Linked DNA regions of Mus musculus: region 1 is linked to region 2. The links are chromatin contacts, called in public Hi-C maps. All regions are on one chromosome and are shown on one strand. Each heading gives the region's core, a stretch centred on a gene start, on an enhancer-like site or on the middle of the called end of the contact. The rest is flanking DNA. Distances are from core to core; before and after follow the strand shown.

The links. A called contact is a pair of places that touch in the nucleus more often than the background predicts.
Region 1: a Hi-C map of cerebellar granule neurons shows a contact between it and region 2, with 2.3 times the contacts expected there. The contact joins two enhancer-like sites. A contact is called at or near these places in 2 of 484 Hi-C or Micro-C datasets (cerebellar granule neurons and cerebellum).

Annotation. Positions count from the first base shown.
Region 1 is chr5:68,613,481-68,620,631 of GRCm38.p6, reverse strand. No RefSeq gene overlaps it. Among named protein-coding and RNA genes, the nearest start is that of Gm23605, 51 kb to the right of the region's middle. Within about 2 kb of position 2,586, at least 3 of the 459 cell types and tissues checked have an H3K27ac peak or open chromatin away from gene starts, as enhancers often do. A contact at or near this core is called in cerebellar granule neurons, where this site is marked.
Region 2 is chr5:68,251,935-68,258,273 of GRCm38.p6, reverse strand. No RefSeq gene overlaps it. Among named protein-coding and RNA genes, the nearest start is that of Grxcr1, 220 kb to the right of the region's middle. Within about 2 kb of position 3,998, at least 2 of the 459 cell types and tissues checked have an H3K27ac peak or open chromatin away from gene starts, as enhancers often do. A contact at or near this core is called in cerebellar granule neurons, where this site is marked.

The DNA of each region.
Region 1 (7,151 bases), core at 1,337-3,836, 360 kb before region 2:
ATACAACTTAAAAGCAGCAAAAAAAATCGGGTATGTGTGTTTGTGTGTATGTGTGTATATATATATATATATATATCATAGATTTATTAATATAATATATATCATAGATTTATTAATAAGCTATTGATGTATATAGCTTATATAAGTCTATAAGTTTGTATTACATATATAAACTATTTAAAATATATATGTCTTGTGTGTGTGTGTGTGTATGTGTGTGTGTGTGTGTGTTTCAGTAACCAAAACAAAAAAATCTGCTTTAAAAACAAAAGCAAGAGGTGATTGGAGAAGATATTTGTCATGAGTTCCCTATATCCATGTGTGATTTCTGTTTATTGGAATTTTATGTTCAAACTCACTCTATTCCTAAATAGACATGATTTCCTTTTCCTTTAGGATTAACTCCTCCTGTGACTTTTCTGTTTGGCGACTTTCTTACCTCAGGCCTGAGTTTCTCTTTTTCTAAAGGATATAATAACACTGAATAGCTGATGATGGAGTATCTTCAGTGTCAGACCTTCTGATGAATAATAACTACTCATAAGTAAGTAAAATAAGCAATCACATTTACTGTCCTCCATTAGGCTTATTCCTGTGGCAACCCATATTGGCTATATCAAACATTATTATCATGGGGAGCTGGAGAGATGCTTGTATATCAGCATTTTCACAATGAGATCAGTAGCAATTTAGATCCTAGAAATGTTTATTTTTAATTAAATACTGATCGGATCAGTGACTATCAAATAGACCAAGCCCACAGACCACTTCCTGTTCAGAGATTAAGAGCACTAGCTGTTCTTCCGGTGATCCTGATTTCAATTCCTAGCAACCACATGGTGGCTCATAACATCTATACTGGGATCTGATTCCCTCCTTTGGCATACAACCAAGCAGAATACAGTATACATAATAAATAAATCTTTAAAATTTTTCCATTAAAAAGTATCATAGTTAAGTAAAAATTATAATGCATAAACACAGATAATAACGTGAAAAACCTGTGCTATTATTTCTGTAGTCTATTGTGTATTGACTTATAGTAACCTCAGAATGGTTGAGTTCACTTATGCATGAATGACACTAGATTGATAATTGATACAACTGCTATGGCTGAATATAAAACCTCACTCTATTTAGTCTAACAATATTAATAAAAACATTGTCAGCATTTTCACAATGAGAACAGTAACAATTTACATCTTAGAAATTTTTATTTTTAATTAAGTACTGATCTGATCAGTGACTATCAAATAGTCCAAGCCCACAGACCATTTCCTGTCCACAACAAGATTCAATGTGATCCTTGAAATAAATATTATTCTGAGATATTTTATAAGACTTGGAAAAAGTAAAAATGGATATATGATTGATATCCTACAAACCTACAAACCTTTATACCTAGTCCTTTACAGAAATTAAAAAAAAAAAAATAGGTGAATCATAGTGGAGACCTTGAATAAGGATTACTATGAAACAGTCCATATATCTTTAATACATAAATATATGCAGGACTTTAAAATCTCTGTTAGTTTTATCTTTTTTCAATTGGAAATGCAAATTTATTAAAAGTAGTAAAATAGACTGTTCATTTCCTGGACTTTCTTACGTGTATTATTGTGTATAAAAGCACATAAACTGATATTTGTATTCTTTTTTTTTTTTTTTTTGCTTGCCATATTAGTAATCTATGAATGCCTGTGAAAAATACTACATTTTCTCAGCTCCCAAAGGACTTAAAGGAAACTATTATTGTTTCTTATATAAAATATGTGCATGATCTCTTGTTCCAAATAGAGCCTATTTATTCCATGTTATTCCTTTCATCTTCAATTATATAATATTGATAGTTTAAGTGTTTTAATGAATATTTCATTTATTTCTCTGGCTCACAGAATGTGGCTGAGGGCCTAGAGAATTATAAATAATGAAAGGGCCTCCCTGTTCTTACTGAGTTTGCAATGTCAATCTGGCAAGAGAATATTATAACATATGGGTCTCACCACAATCATTTAAATTCATTCCACCCTATTTTCTGATGTAGTCAGAAGTGGTGTGGAATTTCAAAACTTTAGAGAGGTTGATAGGATATGTATACTCTTAAAAATCACAAACACATACATCTTTATGTTCAGTTTAATCATACCTAATAATTTTCAGTTGCCTATCAGTGCATCTTGCTGTGAACAAAACAGAATGTGGTAAATCGTTTAAAATCTCCAATCCTCAATCGTAACAATAATTGCCCATGTTATTGCATACACACGCGCGCGCACACACACACACACACACACACACATTCTTGGCTAGAGTGGCTCACAGTTCTCCTTTATATCACTAATTTTATACAGATTTATTCTGAAATAGGCTTCACCATTTACTCTTTTTTTAAGCCTGTATTTTGAAGAAATTACAATGGTAGTATCCTTTTTTATCCTTATACACATAAATACTCTAACAGCTTTCCCAATTTACAAATAATAATATCTCTCCAAAGAAAACCCCTCTGAACTATATCTATCACAATTATCTCCCAGGCTTTATGAGATTCAGATAGAGCACCTAACTTAAGCATCCATTAACAGCACAGATGACCTAGTTGCCTTGACAGACATCCTTATTAGATATCCTCCAGTATCTAAAAATACACAAGTGTTTTTCTCAGGAAATTGGAATCTACTCCTGCTAATCTAACATACGTGAATAGCCTTTTACAGTTTAACTCCACTAAAGTAGGCTTTTCTTTAACAGCACACAAACTCACACATTTAAATGCACGTGAAAACTGGAAAATATTAAGCAAATATAAAATTAAATTTTGGGAAAGATATGTAAAAGATTAAATGATATTTCACTAATTTTCAGGGTTTTTTGTATTCAATTTTTTTTTAAAAAAAGAAACAATCGTTCATAAAAGTGCACTGTTTTGTAGTATGTTTCAAATTCATCAAGTGAAACATCAAAATATTAAATTCCAAAATTCAGAAGACATGTGAAATTACGGTGTATCTGTCAACTTCATCTATTTATTAGAAAAATACTAAGAAATAATTATGGTTTTGATATACATATAAAAATTATTCTGAAGAGGATAGAAAGTAATTTTACTCTTTTATACAAGTGCAAAATTTCTTTCATCTTTTAAGCCAATTAGCAATGTAAACTAGTTTAAATATTTTACATGAATTTCAAAGGCAGAGATCAAAGGATTATCCAGACTTAGTTACTCTTAGCAGTTACAGGGTCCAGTCACACATTCAAAGAGTAATTTGTTCTATGATATCCCTAGGGGGTGACATCTCATCCCTATATGATTGCTCTGAGTAGCTCTCAGCTTGCCCCTTTCAATTTTTGGCTTATTTGTGGTCTAAAGAAACCACACCTTCTTCATAACTTTTACCCATTAATCTTTGCTTCCTCATTTGTGCACCTTTTAAATGCTTAAAATATTTCACCTACCTGCCTAAGTTAAATATTTTAAATAATCTTTTGTGAATCACAAAAGGTTCCTACCCACTGCCACTGCTTATAAAATATTACATCAGCAACATGGTAAGACAAACTTCTGTTGCTTGAAATGATCAAATGGTTATAGCTCTACCCAGCTCTCAGAATAAAAGAGATGTTACATACCATGGATCATGGTAATTGCATAACATGGTGGATATGATTTCTTCATTGCACCCATTCACTGGAACAGTTTTATGGTTCTTGAATACTCTTGGCTATTGATTCTACCCACTTTACATATCTCAGTCTCTTTAAAGAACCCTTTTTCATTTTTAATTCTTTTCTTTAGTACCTCTTCCCTTTCCTTCATCTAATCCACCCCATTTCCCCTTTCTTTATTTCTTTCAAATTTATTGCCTATTCTTTTTTATTTTTGATATAATATGATTACAACTTTTCTCTCTTCCTTTTCTTTCCTCTAAATTCTCTCATGCATACATTCTGCTCTCTTTCAAACTCATGCCCTCTTTTCTTCACTGATTTTTATTACCTATGAATACTCACATGTACATACATATTCATAAATATAAGTTTCTCAGAACATATAATGTTACTTTTATGTATATTTGGGATTGACAATTTGGTATTGGACACCCAATTAGTATGCTCTTCCCTGAGGCAGACTACTTCTGCTACCAACTTCTCTCAGTTGCCTGTAGCTCTTTGACTAGAGTTGAGGTCTCATGGGCTTTTGCTCACTCTGTTGAACATGTTCACCAGTGCCATCCATGTTCATATATATCTGAAATACAAAAGGAAGAAAATCTCTTTGAATTCACCTCTGTGTTGCTATAATCAACAGCTACTTTGCTTGATTTGTAAACCCTAGCCAATATTTATATTTCTGTTCAACTAATCACTTGAATATAGTACTATAGGGTTTTGTGAAGTCATGTTCTATAAGAAATACAATAATTATAAATGAAGTATGATTCTACCTGTGTCATCACAAGCTTTCTTAAATTCAAATGACAAGATGCTCATTAATAAATCTAGATATTGTGTAGTTTGTTTTATTTTGTATTTTAGAAAACTATACTTTTTGGTGGTTTCCAATCACAATCTTCATATATAAAAATCAAAGCTGAAACCAGAAAATCTGAAATTATTTGTGTAACCAGGGAGAAATATTAACGGCTTTACAGTTTGCCTGTATTTAGGTGGACAGCATGGAAGAAAACTGGGACAGGTGACTGCTAAACTAATGATCTCATTATAGAAAGTCCAGACATATTTTAATCAAGCTGAGACTAGAACTGGAAAGATAAATGGCATACAATGAGGTAAATATGCGAAATTATGTTTGTTTCTCATGCCAATTTTCTTACAATTGAGAGATGACTGTGTTGATCCTACATTTTCAAGCAGTGTTCTATGTTTAGCCTTCCTGAACCTCTGGGAAGAGCCTAACTAAGCTGAATGACAGCTGCAACTCATCAAGGATGCTCTGCAAATAGCTTCCATCGAGTGGTCATACATTAACCTCAATCTTAATGCAAGGGATATTTCCCAGATCTCTAAACTGAAATGAGCCAGTAGATATGAGTTTGCCTTTTCTAAATTCTCAGAAATACCAACACTTTATCCCAGTCTTTATAATTTCAGATAGAAAGAAAAGACCTTTTTTTTTTTAAAAAAAAATCTTTCATTTCAAACATACACAAAACTAATTTAACAGTGAAAATTTAGACTTTTAAAGAAAGAAATAATGATGGTGACCCAAACAATAAAATTATTTATTGAGTTGGTTTATATATGCTTTCAATCATCTGCAATCTATCAAAGATGTAATTGAGTTTATTTGATTAGTCATCATTAATTATGTCCTTACATAATTAATGTAATATTTTACATAATAGCTATGAAATAAGACTGAACTATACCTGGTACAAGAAACAGAAATAAAACCACACACTTATGGACATTTGATCTTTTAAAAAGAAGCCAAAAACATACAATGGAGAAGAGAAAGCATCTTCAATAAATGGTGCTGGCCTAACTGGCTGTCTGAATGTAGAAAAAATGAAAATAGATTCATAATTGTCACTTTGCACAAAGCTCAAGTCCAAGTGGATCAAGGACTTCAACATAAAACCAGATACACTGAATCTAATAGAAGAGAAAGTGGGAAAGAATCTTGAACTCATTAGCACAGGGGAAATTTTTCTAAACAGAACTCCAATGGCTCTTGCTCTAAGATCAAGAATTGATAAATGGGACCTAATGAAATAGGAAAGCTTCTGGAAGGCAAAGGATAGCCAATAAAACAAGTTGGCAACCTACAGATTTGGGAAAAAAAATTCTTCACTAACCCTACATCCAATAGAGGGCTAATATCCAAAATATATAAAGAACTCAAGAAGCTAACCAACAAAAAAACAAACAACCCAATCAAATTCAGAACAGAAGAATCTCAAATGGCTGAGAAGCACCTAAAGAAATGTTTAGAGTGATCAGAGAAATGCAAATCTAAACGACCCTGAGATTATATCTAACACCAATAAGAAAGGCTAAGATCAAAACCTCAGGTGAAAGTATGTCTGGGGAGGATAAGGAGAAAGAGGAACACTCCTCCATTGCTGGTGGGATGGCAAACTGGTACAACCACTCTGGAAATCAATCTCGAGGTTCCTTAGAAAATTGGAAATAGATCTACCTGAAGACACAGCAATACCACTCTAAAGAATATTCCCAAAAGATGCTCCACCATGTCACAGGGGCACATGTCCCACTATGTTCATAGTGGCCTTGCTTGTGATATCCAGAAAAATGGAAACAGAAAATATGGTTCATTTACATAATGTAACTGAGCCATACTCAGTTATTAGGAATGAAGACATCCTGAGTATTGCAGGCAAATGGACAGAATTAGAAAATATCTTCCTGAGTCATGTAACTCAGATAAAAAATGATATGTGTGGTATGTTCTCACTAATAAGTGGATATTAGCCAAAAAAAGTACAGAATACCCAAGATATAATCCACAGAACTCAAAAAGGTCAACAAACCGAAGAGCTCAAATGAGAATGTCTCAGTACCACTAGGGTAGATGAAGAAAGCAATCACAAGGAGAAAGGAAGGAGGGACCTGTGAGGAAAATTGGACAGGGGATGAGCAGTGGGAAACATGATGTGAGATTGGTGGGGGAAAAGGACTGAAACCCTGAGGGCCAGCAGAAAGAAAGGAGACAGGCAACCTCGGGAGGTAGGAGGTTGGAGCAACCCTTCAGAATGTACCAGAGACCTAGGAGGTGAGAGACTCTCAGGAATCAAAAGAAGAGACCTTAGACCAGATGCCTTATAATGGGGAAACAGAATTTTTAGAGCCCACATCCAGCAGAAAGTCAGGGCATCAAGTGATGGATGGGTTGCCATCACATAGTCAAAACTCTGATCCATATTTCTTCCTGTTCTAAAGAACTGCAAGGATGCAAATGGAGAGGAGTCTGAGGAAAAAAAAAGTCCAGCTAAATAGGACTTTAGTAGGATCTAAAGTAGGCCTAAAGTAGGATCCAGCTCAAGTTGAGGCCATAAGGCCTAACACTATTACTGAGGCTATGGAGGGCTCACAAAAAGGGACCTATCATGATTGTCCTCCAAAATATCCAACAAGCATCTGAAAGAGTCAGATGCAGATATTTG
Region 2 (6,339 bases), core at 2,749-5,248:
AACAAGAAGATTTGCTTCTCAAGCAGATTCCACCAGAGTGGATACCTTGAATAGACTGAATATCTGAAGCAAGAAGGAGTGAGAAGTCTCCCCTACCCACCTTATTTCCTACATTGGCATTGCATGTCTTTTGTTATTTTTTTCTCTTTTTTCTTTGCTTTTACATCCTTAATGCAATTTCCTCTCCCTCCTGTTTTCCCAGTCTCCCTCCCCCCACCTGCTCTCTGCCCCTGCCCCCATCTACTTCATTTCTATTCAGAAATAGAACAAACCTCCCATTGATATCAATGAAACATGAAACTATCAACTTGTGGTAAGATTAGGCACCTCCTCTAGTATTAAAGCTGGACAAGGCAACTCAGAAGGAGAAAAGGGTCACAAAAGCTATAAGAGAGCCAGAGACAGCCCCTGAACCCACTGTTAGAGGAGTCCCACAAGAAGGCCAAGCTATGCAACTGTAATATATGTGCAGAAGGCCTAGGTCACTTCCATGCAGGCTCTCTGGTTGGCAGTTCAGTCTCAGTGAGCCCCTATGAGCCCAGGTTAGTAGCTTCTACAGGTTTCTTGTATTGTCCTTGAACTCTCTGGTCCTACAATCTTCATTCTTCCTCTTTCCCGAGCTCCTCCTAATCTTTGGCTATGGGTCTCTGCATCTGTTTTCATCACTTGCTGCTTGAAAGCCTCTCTGATGACAATTGGACTAAACACACATCTAGGATATAGCAGAATATCATCAGGCATCACTTTGGTGACTTTTTTTTTTTTTGACATTGCATTTCTTAGGATCTCGATTACATCCTCAAACTAAATATCTTGGTGGCTCCAAATTTCACAGACTTTTATGATGGTCCCTTTAGTTATGTGCTATTGTGCTTAAAAAATAGAAACACTTCCTCTTCATACTAGTCTGAACAATTCCTCTTTTTCCACTACCACATCCACATCTTTGTAAATCATCCACTTTTTTTTATTCCCTTTGCTCAGTTATTCTGAGGTGAATTCGAATTCTGTTTTCTACTTGGATTTTGCTTGCTACAATGAGGTTATGTTGATGTTAAAATTTGTTGACACAATCTGGAATCTCATAGAAATACTAAATTGAAAGTCTTAATATGTATACAAAGGAGCTGGGGCAAACCCATATACTCCTTGTACACACTTCTTCAGTCTCTGTGAGTTCATATAAACTAATTCAGTTCATATAAACTAAACTGATTCAGAGAGTCTTGTTAAAACCCTCACTTTCTCAGACTTCCCTGAGGAAGGATGTGATGGAGACATTCAATTTCGAGCTCTGTGTTACAATGTCTTTTGTATATTCTCTGCTCCAAGAGGAAGCTTCTCTGATAATGGCTGAATAAGGGACTGATTTATGAGTATAGCAGGATAGCATTAGAAGTTTTTGTATTGCTACTTTTTTTTCTAGACCAGTAGTATTTGGTTTTACCCTAAATCTCTGAGCTATCTTGTCTCTGGTTCTTGGTCATCTAAGTATAGGTTCCATTTCATAAAGTGGGTCTTAAGTCAAACTAGGCATTCACTGGATACTCAAGTTTTGTGCCACCTTTGCCCTAGCATGGTTTATAGGCAAGAAAGACTGTAGATCAACGATTTTGTGGCTGGGTTTGTGTTATACTTCTCTTTCGGTAAAATACTGCAGAATACCTTTCTCTACCAAAGACACTAAAAGATAGGGGTAAAGGTTCTACGTTGCCACCAGCTCAATCACTCCATGTTTAGTGAGTTAAGTCAATGTTGTCTTCAGCAATTGGACCTTGCTGGCCATTTGCAGAGAGCAACCTATTATCTTGGCAAGAGCCTGTGTTGTTTGGGGATTTACAGGGAACAACTTAGGCTAACAAATCAAGTGGGTGAAACCCAGTCCAAATCCTGTAATCTTTGTTAGGTTACCAGAGATGACCAGCTGGGAATCCATTTCCCACATTATTTGGAGACTTCATTTTAGAATTGCTTTCATATATTTTGGAAAGTTTCCACTACCCGATCTGAATTTAATTTACTTAGGTATAAATCATTGTCTTTCTAATACATAGGTTATAATGATATATGTGTGAGTAATAGTTATCCAATTCTTTTTAAATATTAAATGATGTAAGAAGATATCACGTAGAAAGATTTTGTTCAGACTGTGAATGTTGCTTAGTTTGTACCGCCTTCACCTGTCATGCACCACATAAACCAAGAGTGGTAGTAGATATCTATAATCTCAGAACTCACAAAGCAGAGACATGACTATCAGAAGTTCAAGGTCTCCTATATCTTCACAGAGAGTTTACAGGTCCCTAAATTTCTCTGCCCAGCATCTGGCTAAGGGGTCTGTGCAAGCTCCTGTCTCTGTTGATATCTTGTATTCTGCTCTGAGAAGCAAGAATGCTGAAAGTCATCTTCTAACCATCTTGTATTCATTTCCAATTTGCCATTTCTGCCAACAGGCTGGTTCTCCTCTATTTTCTTCTCCTTATAAATATTTATAACTTGAAATTCTTGTTACCCAATGGATTTTGGAATTTACATATCTACCTACATCCCCTACGTTCTCATTTTGCATAACAGTTACTTGGGAAATAAATCAGTGTCAACCTAATGAGGTGATCAGAGTGGTTCCAACTTCAGTATCTTTTCCATCTAGTAATAAGGATTGGTGTGCTGGTTGGAAGCTGTGTTGGCAACAATAAGAATTATTGCTTCCTAAGCCATAGACAATTTTAGCAGGGAAAAATATGGCTTTTGACAGAATTCTTATCAACTGAAGCATGAGAGGTATGCTATTTGTACATTTTGGGAGCTTCACAATATCAAATCTTACTCACTTGGTTGCTCTTCATTCTCTCTCTCGACACATTCCCAGACCTCACAGCTGCCTCCTCCTGGCTTTGAAAAGAGTGCTAACTTCTCAGGAGCAAGATCTAGGCCTGAAACTCTTGTCTGTTCCATGCAAGTTTTATGGAAGTAAAATGGAACTTGGTGAGCACTTTAAATCTAATTCTTCATCGGGGAAAGTCTGGGGACATCAGAGATCCATGCTATGGAATGGCTACAAGTCAATGAAGACAAAGCACAGAATATGCACAGACTCTCCTCCTGTGATGGAAGTTGGGCATAGTGCATCTTTAGAAAGCCTCAGCCTGTCATCTTTTTAAGGTTAATGTGGAAATTTATATATCTAAACATACATATCAGTTTTGCATATCATGATTGCTGCTATTGTAAGAAAAACTGCATGTTATTAGTACTACTAATTACCCAAGATATTTAAATATTTACAAAATTGCCTGAAGAGTTCAAATAATCAGTAAATATTGCTCACATTGAGAAGGAAAAAAGGGTTTTCCTGAAATTTTACTATAGGGAAATATTATTTTGAAACAAGTAAAATTTCACTAATAGTTGAATTGAAAGTTAGTTCTCAGGAAATCACAAAGTAACAAGTAAAGAGTTTAGGAAACAATCTAGAAACCATCTCTTCCACCCAGAATAACTTTCCCTAAAACAAACAAACAAAAAACGAAAACAAAACAAAGAAACTTTCAGGTGGCATACATTAGTGATTTAGTGTAGTCCCAAACTGTCTTTCCATGTGTTTAACCTCACTTCTCAATGACCCCTAATGGAAGGTTCTAAAAGACCTTCACTATACTAGTAAAGTCACAGAAACTACAAAAACTCAATTGACTCACACTCTGCTTTGAACTCTGGAGCTGAAATAAGATAAAGAGATGATGGGATTTCAAAGTTAGCACTGAGAGAATAGAGCTCATTTACTTGACTGACTTGAAAATTCAAAGCGCCACCTTTCCACAAGAATCTTGCACCCTGCTTCAATTTGCCTACACATCTAAAAAGTCATTTATTCAGACTGCTCAGCTGCTGAACACTCAGGTATTAATTACTAAAGTAGCAATTGCCCGATCCAGTAAACCACTGTAAGTTGTTGAGCCCTGCTGAGACACAGATGGACAAACTGTATGTGGTAGCAGAGTGAGTTTTACTGAGGTCAACAAGAAATCATATATCAGCAAGGTCTTAGACCTGAGAAGGGCCAGTGTTAATTGAGGCTAGTCCCACTGGAAATAAGAGGGCTAAGTGGCCTACCATATACCCTTAGAACATTAATTTAGTTTAAGGTCACAGAATTAAATGATTCACAACTGCTCTCTCAATTCCCCTTGGTATTTGTTCAGTCGCTGTTGCGTAATTAAGTGATTTAGAACTTTTTCCTCCTTCTTTCTCTCTGTGAATTATTTGTACCAGATTGTAAACTTGCTGTCAGTTCTCAGGCTTAGAGACCCAGCATTCTATTCGCTTCAGGGTTCCCTTTGGGGCTAAAAGTCAAGCCATAAGCTAAAGTCTAAATGAAATAAAATGTTTCTTTGTAAACAAATCACTGCTAAAAATTTGGAAGTCAGTGGGTTCAATTTAAAAATCATCTAAAACACACTAAACATAATGTTCTTATTTTAATTATGTCTAAGTTGGGGCACAGGAAGAGGTATTAATTGAAAATCAGTGTGCATAAGTGTACCAGAGCCACAGAGGACAGAGCTATCAAATCACCTAGAGCATTACAGGATGCTGACAGCTACTGCACACAGAGGAACTGACCCTGTGTCCTTGTAAGAGAGTAAGCATCCCTAACCACGAAGCCATCTTTCCAGCCCTAATTAAAATATTTGTAAATTAAAATTAACAGATAATTCAGAATTTATAGGATCTTTAGATGGTTGCTGTGCACATATTCCCAAAAGGGAAGTTCACTATACCATATTTTTCTCCTGGGTTCATAACTGCATTATCAAAGTCATGAAATGGCTTTGCCAACGTCACACAGTGACCGGACTTGAAGGTAGCTCAGATACGGAGTCCTACCCAAAGTTTAACATGAGGAACATATATACTAACATTAGGAAACGTGTTAGAAATTCAGATTCCCAGGCCCTCCTCCATTATGCTAAATCATATCCACGTTGTACAAGACACACTGATCTGTAGCAGAGTATCAATTTTCTTAGTGATCTGTTGGCAAAACAATGTAGCCGTCGGTTGAATTAATCTAGAACATAACCAAAATCTAGGAAAACTGAAGAAAGCATTTTAATCCTATGCTGGATAATTTCAATTACAGCTTTTTGTTGTTAGCTTCTGTAGAAGTAATTCATGAATGCTTTCATGATTAAAATGATATGTGTGTGTGTGTGTGTGTGTGTGTGTGTGTGTGTGTGTGTGTGTGTGTGTGTGTGTGTGTATACATATACGTAGAGGGTTATGTACCTAGTTTTCTACAGAACTGCCCATTCCCTGGGAAAACAGAAAAACTCTAGCCCAGTTATTTCTCAACACGCATACGGAGTGTCATTAAAAGCACACTAGCGCCACCTGCTGAAGCAGTTGAAGGAAAGTTAGCAAAGCGTTCTGCACTTGGATGCATTCCAACCAGGTATTTTCATTAAAATTTTAGTGCTGAGTAATCAGTTTTTCCGAGTCCTGACTCCTCTCCAACTTTGAGCAATTCGAGCAACATAATTCTTATGTTTATGATACTCTAAGAGTATCTTCATCTTGCCTCGCTATACCACAGGGGAAAGAGTTTAAAACCTGCTTCAACATAAAATACCCTATACCTAGAGTAAGTGCACTAGCACAGGTTTGCAATTGTGAAGACTATTATTTCAGTCTATGCCAAAGCTGAACTAGAATCAATGTGAGAGACACACCTAGTAGTCAGTGAACAAGATGTAATAAGTATATTCAAAGCACAGGTTCTCAAGGCCTGGTGGATACTACCACAGTTGGTCTGCTTGTAAGAAAGAAAGCACTCTTTGTGGTATTTTTAGCCTAAAAAGAGATAATATCACCGAATATGAATATCCTTTCTATCTCAGGAAAGCAGATTCTCTTTTAGCTTTAGCTTTATTTACTTCTCCTCCATTCTGAATACCTTTAAAAAAAATGTGCTTCGAATGCCCTCATGCATAAGAAAACAGTAACTGGCCTCCAGAAAAAGCAACTATTTAGAAACTGATACTAGCACTGAGTTAAAATTATAAAATCAGTTGGAACGCTTTTGAAGATACCAAAGTTTTCCAAAAGTTAGCAAGGGTCATTTTTCTCATTTTGATTTTTTTCTTTGCTTTCCTAATGACGATGGTTTGCTACTGCACCTATAAAAGAGACATCATTACGGGATTAAAAGTATCTCCTCTAAAGTTTCCCCTCTGGTATTCTATACAACATAGAAGGAGAAGGGGGAGGAGGGAAAGGAGGAGGAACAGAAGGAGACACATTGAAGAAAATCACTCTTATGTTTTAATAGTCAGTCTT